3 separate regions of the Sus scrofa genome follow, and all the other regions are linked to region 2. The links are chromatin contacts, called in public HiChIP or PLAC-seq maps. All regions are on one chromosome and are shown on one strand. Each heading gives the region's core, a stretch centred on a gene start, on an enhancer-like site or on the middle of the called end of the contact. The rest is flanking DNA. Distances are from core to core; before and after follow the strand shown.

Region 1 (3,474 bases), core at 440-2,939, 160 kb before region 2:
GATCCGTGGTAAAGGCGATGAGGTTGCGGCAGGACCAGGCACAGGCCAGGGGCACCGAAGGGCAGTGCGTGCTCTTGGGCCATTTCTCCCACTCACAGACGTACGCCAGGTCCATGGTGCCCGGCTGCCAAGGTCATACACAGAGGGCGGTCACCAGCTTCTGAGGGAGGGAGGACCAGTTTGTCACAGACGTTCATGCAGGGCCTCAGGGCCCAGAGCGCAGTGCTGGATGGTGGGTCACTGCAGGGACCCAAAGACTCAATCCCTGCTCTGTGTATGTCAGGGGAGCTATATCTGACACATGGATGGCCAGGGAGGCCTCCCAGCGTAGAAGTGAGGGATCCAGGAATGCAGCCTGGAGGAAGGATATCCCAGGCAGGGGGAACAGCCAGTGCAAAGGCCCAGAAGCTGGACCAAGCCCAGGGTCATCAAGGAGCGGCAGGGGGCCCATGTTGCTGGAACTGAGTGAGAGGAAGGGAGGGGTAAAGTGAGGGTGGGGTGGGTCATGCAGGGCCTGCGCTTTCACCCTGAGTGAGGTGGGAGCCCCAGGGGAGCTGAGACCTTCTTATGTTTCACACACCCCTCTGGCTGTCTGGAGAGAAAGGCTTAGGGACAGGGTGGGGGTGACCATGCCAGTCCAGGTGAACAATGATGGGGACCATGAAGCAGTGAGGAGAGGTGGGACTGCTCTATCCTTAGAGAAGCCTTTGGCAGAGGCAAGGAGGCAGGATGGGGGGCAGGCAGCAGCTTGGTGCAGCACTTCAAAGGTAACAACCGCAACGGAAACAATGAACATTTCCACCTGCTGTCTATGTGCCGGGCATTGATTACGGTTATTTTCACCGTTACCAGAACCCAATGAGACTGTATGACCAACCCATCTTTCTCAATCACTTCCCCCAGGCCTCCCGCTTCCTCAAGCCTTGGCCAGGAACCCCAAGGCCCTGCCCAGAGGCCCCTTCAGCAGTCTTTAAGCTCTGCCCTCAAAGCTCTCCAGCCCCGCCCCCTACAATATTTGCTTTCCAGACCCCAGTCCCAATTTGCCCCTTGTGTTCCCAGGGATAGCTTAAATTTGTTCTCTCCCCAGGGTCTCCCAAACAACTCGCCTCCCTATAACCACCTCCAAATTCCCAACCCTCCAAGTCCCGCCTCTTTTTGCCACTTCAGGCTCCACCCCAGGGACCACTACCCAATAGCCAGGTGCTGGTCTCCAGTGGCCGCCTTCCAGCCCACCAGAATCCCCAGGCCCCTCCCCAGGAAAATACAGCCTTAGACCTCCCAACCCCTGATCAGGTTCCAGGCCCAGCCCCGATTTTCCCCAGCTCGGAGTGCCCGGATTCCCAGACGCCTCAGACTTTCCCCCAAGTTTCCGTCGCGACCCCCCCCCCCCGCCCAACGTGCTCCCGGGCGCGTACCCAGCACCCCTTGCTCTCCAGGCCCGCCCTCTAACCCTACAGGCCCCGCCCCCGGCCCGCTAGTCGCCGCCGCGGCCGTAGGCACCGTCCTGAGGCCGGCCCAACGCCCAAGTCCCCAGTCCCCGCTCACCGGGACGGCCTGTTCTCCCAGCCGAGCGGACGGCCACGGCCTGCACTCCACCTATCGGCGCGGCTACGGCACCGCCATCTTCCCCGGATCAACGAGTCGCCCACGTAGCGCGGCCGTTTCCCGGAGACTTCTGGGACAGCAGCGGCTCCGGCCCCGCCCCACTACCGATATAATTTGCATACATACATTGATAGTTTCCCAACAGCCACCCGAATTATATTTCGTGAAAGAACACTTTCTCAACTTCAGTGAGTAGCCTCATTCTGTTAAGCTATTGTTGCACTGATATCAGAAAAGAAGAGACAAGTTACTGAGTATTTTTCTTCTAAACGGAATTCACCCTTAGCGTAAAGTATTTTATACTCCGCCCTATAAATAGCGGTCGGGTTAACCCCGGTGTCGTGCTCGCTTCGGCAGCACATATACTAAAATTGGAACGATACAGAGAAGATTAGCATGGCCCCTGCGCAAGGATGACACGCAAATTCGTGAAGCGTTCCATATTTTGCTTTTCCTTGCTTCTTTTCCCCGTAAGCAAGACGGCTTAACCAGTCGTGGGCTTCTCTGGATTCACTCGTCTCCCGCTATCAAAAGCTGGTTCTTTTTCTGTCGGGCTCTCCCCAGTTGGGAAAGTCTTTTCTAGGAAGACCTCCTGATATTTCGGGGAAGGTGTACTGGGCTGCAGTTAGCGCCTGGGCAAAGGTATGGGGGCCGGGCTCAGGGAATCGGAGTGGGAAGAAAACAGCCAGCTAGGGGCAGCCGCAGGACCGAGTCTGTGTGTCAGTGCAGGAGGCCTGTGGAGTCCCCTAGAGCCACCACACCCGCGCCCTGAAGTCCAGACTGGCCTCCAGGCACCAGAAATTCGGTCCCCTTCACAGGTGGGAGCCTCCAAGCTGGTTAATCCAGTATCTCCTGATGTCCTCTGAGCCATTTGGATTTCCATTATTTAGCATCTGTGTTTAAAACTTTTTAAAATGCCTGTTAAAATGGAACTCAGCACACTTAGCACCCAGTTCTTGGTTTCTAAACGTTGCCCCAGTGAAAGGAACTGGGCTCCTGGGCGAAATGCCTGGTTCTAGAAGGCAGCACAAATATGCAGAGGAGCCCGGTGCTCAAATAAATAAATACCCCGCCTCAGTGAGACAGGAATCACTGAAAGAGCTCCCAGTATCCAAACCTGGAACAATCTGAGCAACAAAATGAAAGGATATTGTGTTGTAACCCAAACAAGAAAGCGAATGTCCAGGCGTCTGTACTGATATAAACAGTTAAATAAATAAATACACAGGGGGAAAGAGACAAATGTCACCTGCAGGATTCCCAGTAATTGAGGCAGATAATCCATCTTCAGGGAAATGGAGATCAGGGTGAGGTTCAACAGTGAGGAGCCCTGTGGACAGCAGGGACCCCTGATTGGGGCCAGGTGAGAAGGGCAATCAGGATAAAAGCAGATAACCCAGGGTGACACAATTTAAAGACACTGGTAGGAGGCCGCATAAAGATGTAGGCAGAGGCTGGAGGGATGTGGCCAAGAGCCAAGGGAAGTCAGAGCCCCCAGAATCTGGAAGAGATGGGGAATACCCTCCCCTGGTGCCCCCAGAGGGAGCTCAGCCCTAAGTCTCCTTGATCTTGGCCTCCAGAACTGGAAGAGGCTAAATTCCTGTGGTTTTAAACTGCAGCGTGGTGTACTTTGTTCCAGCCACCCAGGAAGCTCACATGAGTGATCTTTTTGGAGGTCACAAAGCTGGGAAGTGGTGGAGCTGAGGTCTGAGCCCAGGCACCCGGGAGGGATTGAGCCACACAACAGAGCCAAAATGACCCTCTCAGTGACATCTGCCCTCCCTCCCACACCCCACACACCTGCCTCTACATGAGGTGTCAGTCGGTGCCAAGCCTCATACCCTGAGGCCTGCATCCCTTGATGACCAG
Region 2 (3,481 bases), core at 521-3,020:
GGCAGAAGGATGAGGGGTACAGACTGCGTGTCAGGGCAGGTGGCTGCTGCTGCCCTGAGCAGGCCCTCACCTGGGAAGAAGACGAACATCTGGTCGGTGGGGTCGTCATTATGGGCCACCAGCACCGTGAGGTCTGTGCGACGCGGCCGCCCTTCACTGGGCTTGTCCCCAAACTGGGCCTTGAACTCCTCCAGCGTCTGGTCCAGCTCGTCCTGGGTCACCAGGTAGCCACGGTCGTGGCAAAGCTGCAGAGAAAAAGAATCAGGTGACCAAGGTGCAGAGAGAACAGCAAAGGCTCAGGGTGCTCAAGGCCACTGCAGGGAAGATGGGAGCAGGGCTGGGATGTGAGGAGGGCTGTTGATTCCAAGGCCAGGCCCTTGGGTCTGGGGCAGAAAAGGACAGCTGTCTGGGAGAGGTGCTGCTGGGCTGCCTGGGGCAGAAGGCTATTGGAAAACCAGGCCAAGGCCTGGGGGCCAGCAGATCTAGGTCCTGACTCAGAAACTGGGATTCTTTGAGTGGACAGACCGGATGACCACCCAGACAAAGAGAAAGCCACCCACTCTGCCGGAATCCCCTTTCTTCAGCCAAGTACCCCACAGCTGGACTCTCCCTCTTTTTTTTTTTTTCCTCCCTTTTTGCCATTTCTTGGGCCGCTCCCACGGCATATGGAGGTTCCCAGGCTAGGAGTCTAAACCGAGCTGTAGCCACCAGCCTACACCAGAGCCACAGCAACGCAGGATTCCAGCCAAGTCTGTGACCTACACCACAGCTCACTGCAACGCCGGATCCTTAACCCACTGAGCAAGGCCAGGGATCGAACCCGCAACCTCATGGTTCCTAGTTGGATTTGTTAACCACTGAGCCACAACAGGAACTCCCGGACTCTCCCTCTTGAGCGCTCACTCTTCTCACCCAGGGCCCGCGACACGGTCAGCCTGAAGCAACGCTGTTCCTACCCTGTCTTTGGGTAGCACTGCAAGGAGGTGGAGAATATGGGTGCCACTGCCCCAGCTTAGTCCAGGCAGGATCCCCGCCGTGGCGAGGGTGGGTGGTCTTAGTCAAGGCCCGAAGCCTCCGTGGGATCACAATCGCCCCCTCCCGTGGAGTAGCCTAAAGCACGTGGCACACAGAGAACGCTTAGCTAGGGAGCTGGCATGACTTGGAGCCTATCAGCCCGAGTAGCTCAAAGTTGGTGGCCAGGGCGCGCTGTCAGGGCAACCAGACAGCATTGAGACCAGCTAACCAGGGATCCTTCCATATCCACAATCCTGGAATACTGTATCAGGCCCTCAAAACAGTGCCATAACTTTCCGGAAAGAGGAACACGCGAGGCCAATTCCCTCCCTCCAGCTCCAGCGAAACCCTGACCCTCTCCCCGGCGTCTCTCGGACTCGCCACTCAGCAGTGGTCGGCGGGGCCCCTCTGTCCCCGGCCCAATACGGGCCCCACCTGGGCCAGAACCTTCCCCTGAGCCGCGCGGCCAGACATAGAAAAGCTCGTTCCCATCTTCGGGCCTCGCGCTGGCCGTCCGCGCGCCGGACAGCGTTCGCTTAGTACTAAGGGCAGCCCCCGCGCGTCTCACCTGCATGATGGTCTTACGGATCTTCCAGAGCCGGTATGTCTCCTCCTCGTCGTCCATGGCTGCCGCCCCCCTCGAACTTACAGCGCCTGCGCTCGGCAAGACCCGTGCCCACTGCGCCTGCGCCGCGCCGCTGTCAGGCCCCCTCCACCTCGCCCAACCCTTACAGGGCTGTAGTCAGCTAAAGCCTGAATGCAGCGACCTTTGGGAGGGGCAGAGCCAAGGGCAGCCCGAGCCTTACTAAAGCGGCGGTTGGCTGCGCGAAAAGAGGGCAAACACCACTCACCCGCTCCTCGGTAGATCTCGCGTGGTTTTGAATGCAAGGCCTCTCTGGAGGCGTAGTTTCTGCTCAACGCCCGCCTAGGGAGGACGTTTAGAATCCAGCGAGGCAGATTCTTAGCAACATGGATGGACGTAGAAACTATCATGCTAAGTGAAGTCAGCCATACAATGAGACACCAACATCAAATGCTTTCACTGACATGTGGAATCTGAAAAAAGGACAGACTGAACTTCTTTGCAGAACAGATGCTGACTCACAGACATTGAAAAACTTATGGTCTCCAGAGGAGACAGTTTAGGGGGTGGGGGGATGTAATTGGGCTGTGGGATGGAAATCCTGTGAAATCAGATTGTTATGATCATTATACAACTACAGATGTGATAAATTCATTTGAGTAATAAAAAAAAATTAAGGGGAAAAAAAAAATCCAGCGAGGCAGGAGTTCCAGCTGTGGGGCAGCGAACTAAGGATCCGTCGTTGTCCCTGCAGTGACTGGGGTCGCTCGCTGCGGAGGCGCGGGTTCGATCCCAGGCCCAGTGGGTTAAGGATCCAGCGTTGCCACAGCTGTAGCACAGATCACTCTTGCGGCTTGGATTCAGTCCCTGGCCTGGGAACTTTCATATGCTGAGGGGGTGCAGCAAAAAAAAAAAAAAAAATTCAGGTAGGCAGAAGCAAGGGGAGACTGAGGCCTTGACAGGGTCTTGGGTACGCTCGGTTCCCAGGATGTTCGTACTTACTAAGAGATGGTTCGTAGGTGTTTGTGTGATCAACTGCAGGGAGTTTTCTCAGTTGACTCAGGGCCATGTCCAACTTAATGCCCTAGATCCTCAGTTATCCACTTTGTACAGTGGAAATAATAAAGTGTCCCCGTCTTAGAGGATTAGCTGAGGACCTAAAGGGATTGTTAGCTTGGGAGGAGCTTGGCATAGCTCCCACTGCTTATGAAATGCACTCATCTCTGTTTTCCTAGTCCCCTGAGGCCCACCCCAGCCCCTGGATACCCCACAGCCCCCAAGATTGTGCATGTTTTTACAACCTCCACATCTGCCCACACACACACATACACCACCCCGGTTCATACAGGAGGTTTGCCCAGCCCAGTGCCCCTGTGTCAGTGGAGGCCATCAGTAACTTCTCACTCGGTAATACATTTATTCAATGATTCAATATTTATTTATTTATTTGTCTTTTGTCTTTTTTTTAGGGCTGCACCTGCAGCATATGGAGATTCCCAGGCTAGGGGTCTAATCAGAGCTGTAGCCACTGCCTACGCCAGAGCTACAGCAACACCAGAATCTGAGCCGTGTCTGCGACCCCCACCACAACTCCCGGCAATGCTGGATCCTCAACCCACTGAACAAGGCCAAGGATCAAACCCTCAACCTCATGGTTCCTAGTCGGATTTGTTTCTGCTGCACCACAATGGGAACTCCTAATGATTCAATATTTTATGAGCACCCACAGGGATGTGGAACAAAACAGGCAAGCATCTTTACATACCAGGGAGACACAGGACATAAAGTGAACATAGGAGTTCTCGTGTGGCCCAGTAGGTTAATGACCTGGTGTTGTCACTGAAGTAGCTTGGGTTATTGCTTTGGCATGGATTTGATCCCTAG
Region 3 (3,592 bases), core at 625-3,124, 180 kb before region 2:
AAGGCGGCCCCTGTTACCCCACTCCCCCCGGCTGGGCTCTTCCCATGCAGCATCATGCAGCATCTGACACAATAAAAACCCTGTTTTGTAGAATGTGCCTGGGTGTTTGTTGGTTGTGCAACTGAGTGTCAGAAGTCCTCAGGTGAATGTCTTGAGCATGTCACAAGTACGCTGCTACCAAGTAGCAGCAAATTTAGTGCACCAAGATAAAAAGTCCCTTCCTCATACTTCACTAAAGGATACCAGTAGCCGTTTCTGGCTTCCCCTCCTATAAAATGTCATTAGACTCTTGTTGCAGGTGGCAAGAATGCAAAGCACTATAGCAGGTGTTCATTCTGAGTCACAAGGATCATTCTGAATCTTTGCAATCTTCACTCATCTGTTTCTGGCTCCAGCCCCTAAAGTAGTTCTTATATAAGTGCCTTGTTTTACAGGCGAGGAAGTAGAGATGCAAAGAACTGTAAAGTCATGCTCCAGGGCCTGGGTTCGAGTCCCAGCTCTGTGACTTTGGGCAAATTGCTCACTGTTTCTCTGATTCTCAGTTCCCCATGGGGAAGACTGAGGCACTGTCTGGGGAGGACCCAATCAGGGGTTGGGGTCCAGGCCAGTCTCGGCCTCACTGGGTACGGAAACAATCCTTCCTCCACTTCCCCAACCTTTTGCCTTGGGACACCTCAGGGTCTTAACTAGTGCTGTTCCCTCTGCCTTCCAGCTTCTCCCTAAGGTTGTCCTCAGAACACCTCTCCCCACAAGGGCCAGCTGCTCAGGCAGGTGACCCACTGCCCTACAACTGCTTTTTCCACTTAATACGATATCTTGGCGGTCTTTCCATGTCAACAAAGCATCCCAGGATCTGCAGGGTTATTTACTGAACCATTCTGTCTTTTTGGGTAATTTCCAAATTTTGCTGCAATTTCCAATCCTTTTACTTACATAATCTGCACTCCACATTCCAATGGGCTTTTGTTTTAGAGTTTCTGATTTGAGCAAGGAAACATTTTAGGGTCTAACAAATTGCATTTGTTATGCTGTTTTCTATTTTTCTCTGTATGTGTGAAATGGTCCACCATGAAGAAAAAAGAAGGAAAGGAGAAAATACCATGCACTGTTCCTCCTGGGGACGTTCACGGTCCTCCCCACCCTTGTGGTTACACACAGCATCTCCCCCGAAGAGGTTCATGAGATGTTGACCCACCATCCCCAGCTTACAGAGAACCATGTGACCCAGGTTCTGCTCATCAGAACCTGCCAACCCACAATGGCTGCTTTAGGGGCATGAGATCCAAACTCAACCAATCAGAGGCCGCCTTGAGATGCTGGCTAGAGTGATGGGGAATTGGCAGAGGGAATAACTGGGCCATTGGTCTGAGTCTAGGGCCCCTGAGGCCACAACAGGGGAGACTGCTGAGGAGACAACCCATCAAGGAGGAAAAAAAGAAACAAAACATTGTTCAGGTGCCTGGATTAAGCTACACCTGAAGGTAGACCCATAAACTTTCCATTTAAATTTTCTTGTTGAAGGTTCCAGCCCCTTACACTCCATTTTTTTGTCACTTGTATGCAACAGTCTTTCCAGCTGTCCCTACTCATCAACAATATTCTACTTAAAGGGTGTCAAGCCCCAGAGTCACAGCAATGTGGACAAGGGCGTTGGATGACCTTCCCCCCCACCCGACCTCAGCTCCAAGTTGCAGGAGGAAGGGAAAGAAGGGAGGGGCAGAAAATGAGGAAGTGGGTTGTTTACAAACTGGGCTTGCTCTCCAGCTGCTGTTGCGAAACTCTGGGGCTGGAAGGGCACTCTGGGAGACTGGGCTGGGGGTCAGGGTGGGTGGGTGGGTGGGTCCATCCCTCTGCTCTGCCCACCGCCCATCCTGAGGGGCTCTTCCCACAGAATGACAGAGGTGGCAGGCAGGTCCAGCAGCCCATCTACTCTTGGTACAAAGTCTAGGGGAAGATAATCACAGCACTGTGGCGGGGGAAGTGGGGGGAGAGAAGGGCGTGGACGGCTTCCCTTTGTTCAGCTGGGCCACTGCCCACTTGGCAGATAGGACCTGTGGGAGCTCCCCCCCCACCCCGTTCCACCCTCATAAAAGAACCCCAGAGCCCTGCCCTGGGCCATTGTTGAGGCCACAGCAGCATCATGGCAGACCGCTCCGGGCACCTGGCAGCCCTGATCCTCCTCGGAGCAGCTGTATGTGGTGAGTGGACCCGGGACTGGGGTGCCAGCTGGGGGCCCCTAGCCTGCAGCGCAGTCAGCCATGGACCCCTCCGCTCAAGAGGATGGCCCTCCAGCCCCACTAGGTGGGCAGAGAGGGGGCAGGGTCCACATGAACAGAAGGCTCTGAAAACCAAGCAATTCTCAAAACTTTGAATCTAGTGAGTTCAGAGAGCCTCTGGTTCTACAACAGAAAGCCCAGGCTGGGAGCAAACGGCTGGCAGGATGTTGGGTCTGATCAGCCCCACTTGTCTGTGTCTATATTGAAGTTCTAGGGCCCAGTGTGTAGGTACGCGGAGTCTGCCCCAGACTGTCACTCCCCACCGCCCGGTCTGTCTTCTTCAGCATCCCTCCCTGGGCCCCCAGAGTTTGCAACTCTTTGGGGAGGATCCCAAGGAAGGAATTTCAGTCTGAGGGTGCCAGAGCCGCTCTCTTAGAGGGAATCTGAGGTCTGGGCTGCAGTCACCCTCACTCGGACCTGCATCCTCCAGTGGCACAGCCCCGTGGCCGGATCCTGGGTGGCCAGGAGGCCAAGTCCCACGAGAGACCCTACATGGCATCGGTGCAGGTGAACGGCAAGCACGTGTGCGGAGGCTTCCTGGTGTCTGAGCAGTGGGTGCTGAGTGCAGCACACTGCCTGGAGGACGTGTGAGTGGCCCAGGACCAAGAGCGGAATGGGGGAATTGGGTGTCGGGTGGGGACATGGCTCTGATGTGAGCCCACTCCACTTCCAGGGCCGAGGGGAAGCTGCAGGTTCTCCTGGGTGCGCACTCCCTGTCACAGCCCGAGCCCTCGAAGCGCCTGTACGACGTGCTCCGCGCCGTGCCCCACCCAGACAGCCAGCCTGACACCATCGACCATGATCTCCTCCTGCTGAAGGTCTGCTAAGTCTAGCCGCAGTCCCTCCAGCTGCACTGGGGGCTGCGCTGCCCCTAACGCTCGCTTCCGCCCCCACCCTCAGCTCTCCGAGAAGGCCGAGCTGGGCCCTGCCGTGCAGCCCCTTGCCTGGCAACGAGAGGACCACGAGGTTCCGGCAGGCACGCTCTGCGACGTGGCCGGCTGGGGAGTGGTCAGTCACACTGGCCGCCGGCCCGACCGTCTGCAGCACCTGCTCCTACCGGTGCTGGACCGCACCACCTGCAACCTGCGCACATACCACGATGGCACCATCACCGAGCGCATGATGTGCGCGGAGAGCAACCGTCGGGACAGCTGCAAGGTGCGAGGGCGGGAGGGCTGAGAGGGGGCGGGCATGTGGGGAGCTTAGAGAGTGGCCAGGCTCTACAGCGTGAGCGTGGCCTGAGAAGTGAGGGCTGGGTGGGCGTGGCAGAGTTGAGAGGGGAGGTGGGATCTGGGAGAGGGTGCAGATAAAGACAA

What was found. HiChIP or PLAC-seq counts read pairs in DNA pulled down with a chosen protein or histone mark.
Region 1: a contact with region 2 is called in an H3K27ac HiChIP or PLAC-seq map of alveolar macrophages. The contact joins the promoter of MED16 here to the promoter of POLR2E in region 2. A contact is called at or near these places in 1 of 5 promoter capture datasets (liver), 2 of 47 Hi-C or Micro-C datasets (epiblast stem cells and liver) and 1 of 2 datasets of contacts at active chromatin or transcription factors (alveolar macrophages).
Region 3: a contact with region 2 is called in an H3K27ac HiChIP or PLAC-seq map of alveolar macrophages. The contact joins the promoter of CFD here to the promoter of POLR2E in region 2. A contact is called at or near these places in 1 of 47 Hi-C or Micro-C datasets (epiblast stem cells) and 1 of 2 datasets of contacts at active chromatin or transcription factors (alveolar macrophages).

Annotation. Positions count from the first base shown.
Region 1 is chr2:77,489,168-77,492,641 of Sscrofa11.1, reverse strand. It overlaps MED16 (mediator of RNA polymerase II transcription subunit 16), which reads right to left and starts at 1,689. Exons shown (of 16, transcript XM_005661362.3): 1 at 1,546-1,689; 2 at 1-160. The coding sequence starts at 115.
Region 2 is chr2:77,329,044-77,332,524 of Sscrofa11.1, reverse strand. POLR2E (DNA-directed RNA polymerases I, II, and III subunit RPABC1) reads right to left here and starts at 1,770. Exons shown (of 7, transcript XM_003353962.4): 1 at 1,583-1,770; 2 at 71-245. The coding sequence starts at 1,639.
Region 3 is chr2:77,510,270-77,513,861 of Sscrofa11.1, reverse strand. It overlaps CFD (complement factor D), which reads left to right and starts at 1,874. Exons shown (of 5, transcript XM_013994801.1): 1 at 1,874-2,198; 2 at 2,707-2,863; 3 at 2,950-3,094; 4 at 3,177-3,434. The coding sequence starts at 2,141. The region is part of intron 15 of MED16 (mediator of RNA polymerase II transcription subunit 16); the gene reads right to left. ELANE (neutrophil elastase) reads left to right here. Exons shown (of 5, transcript XM_003122986.4): 5 at 1-93.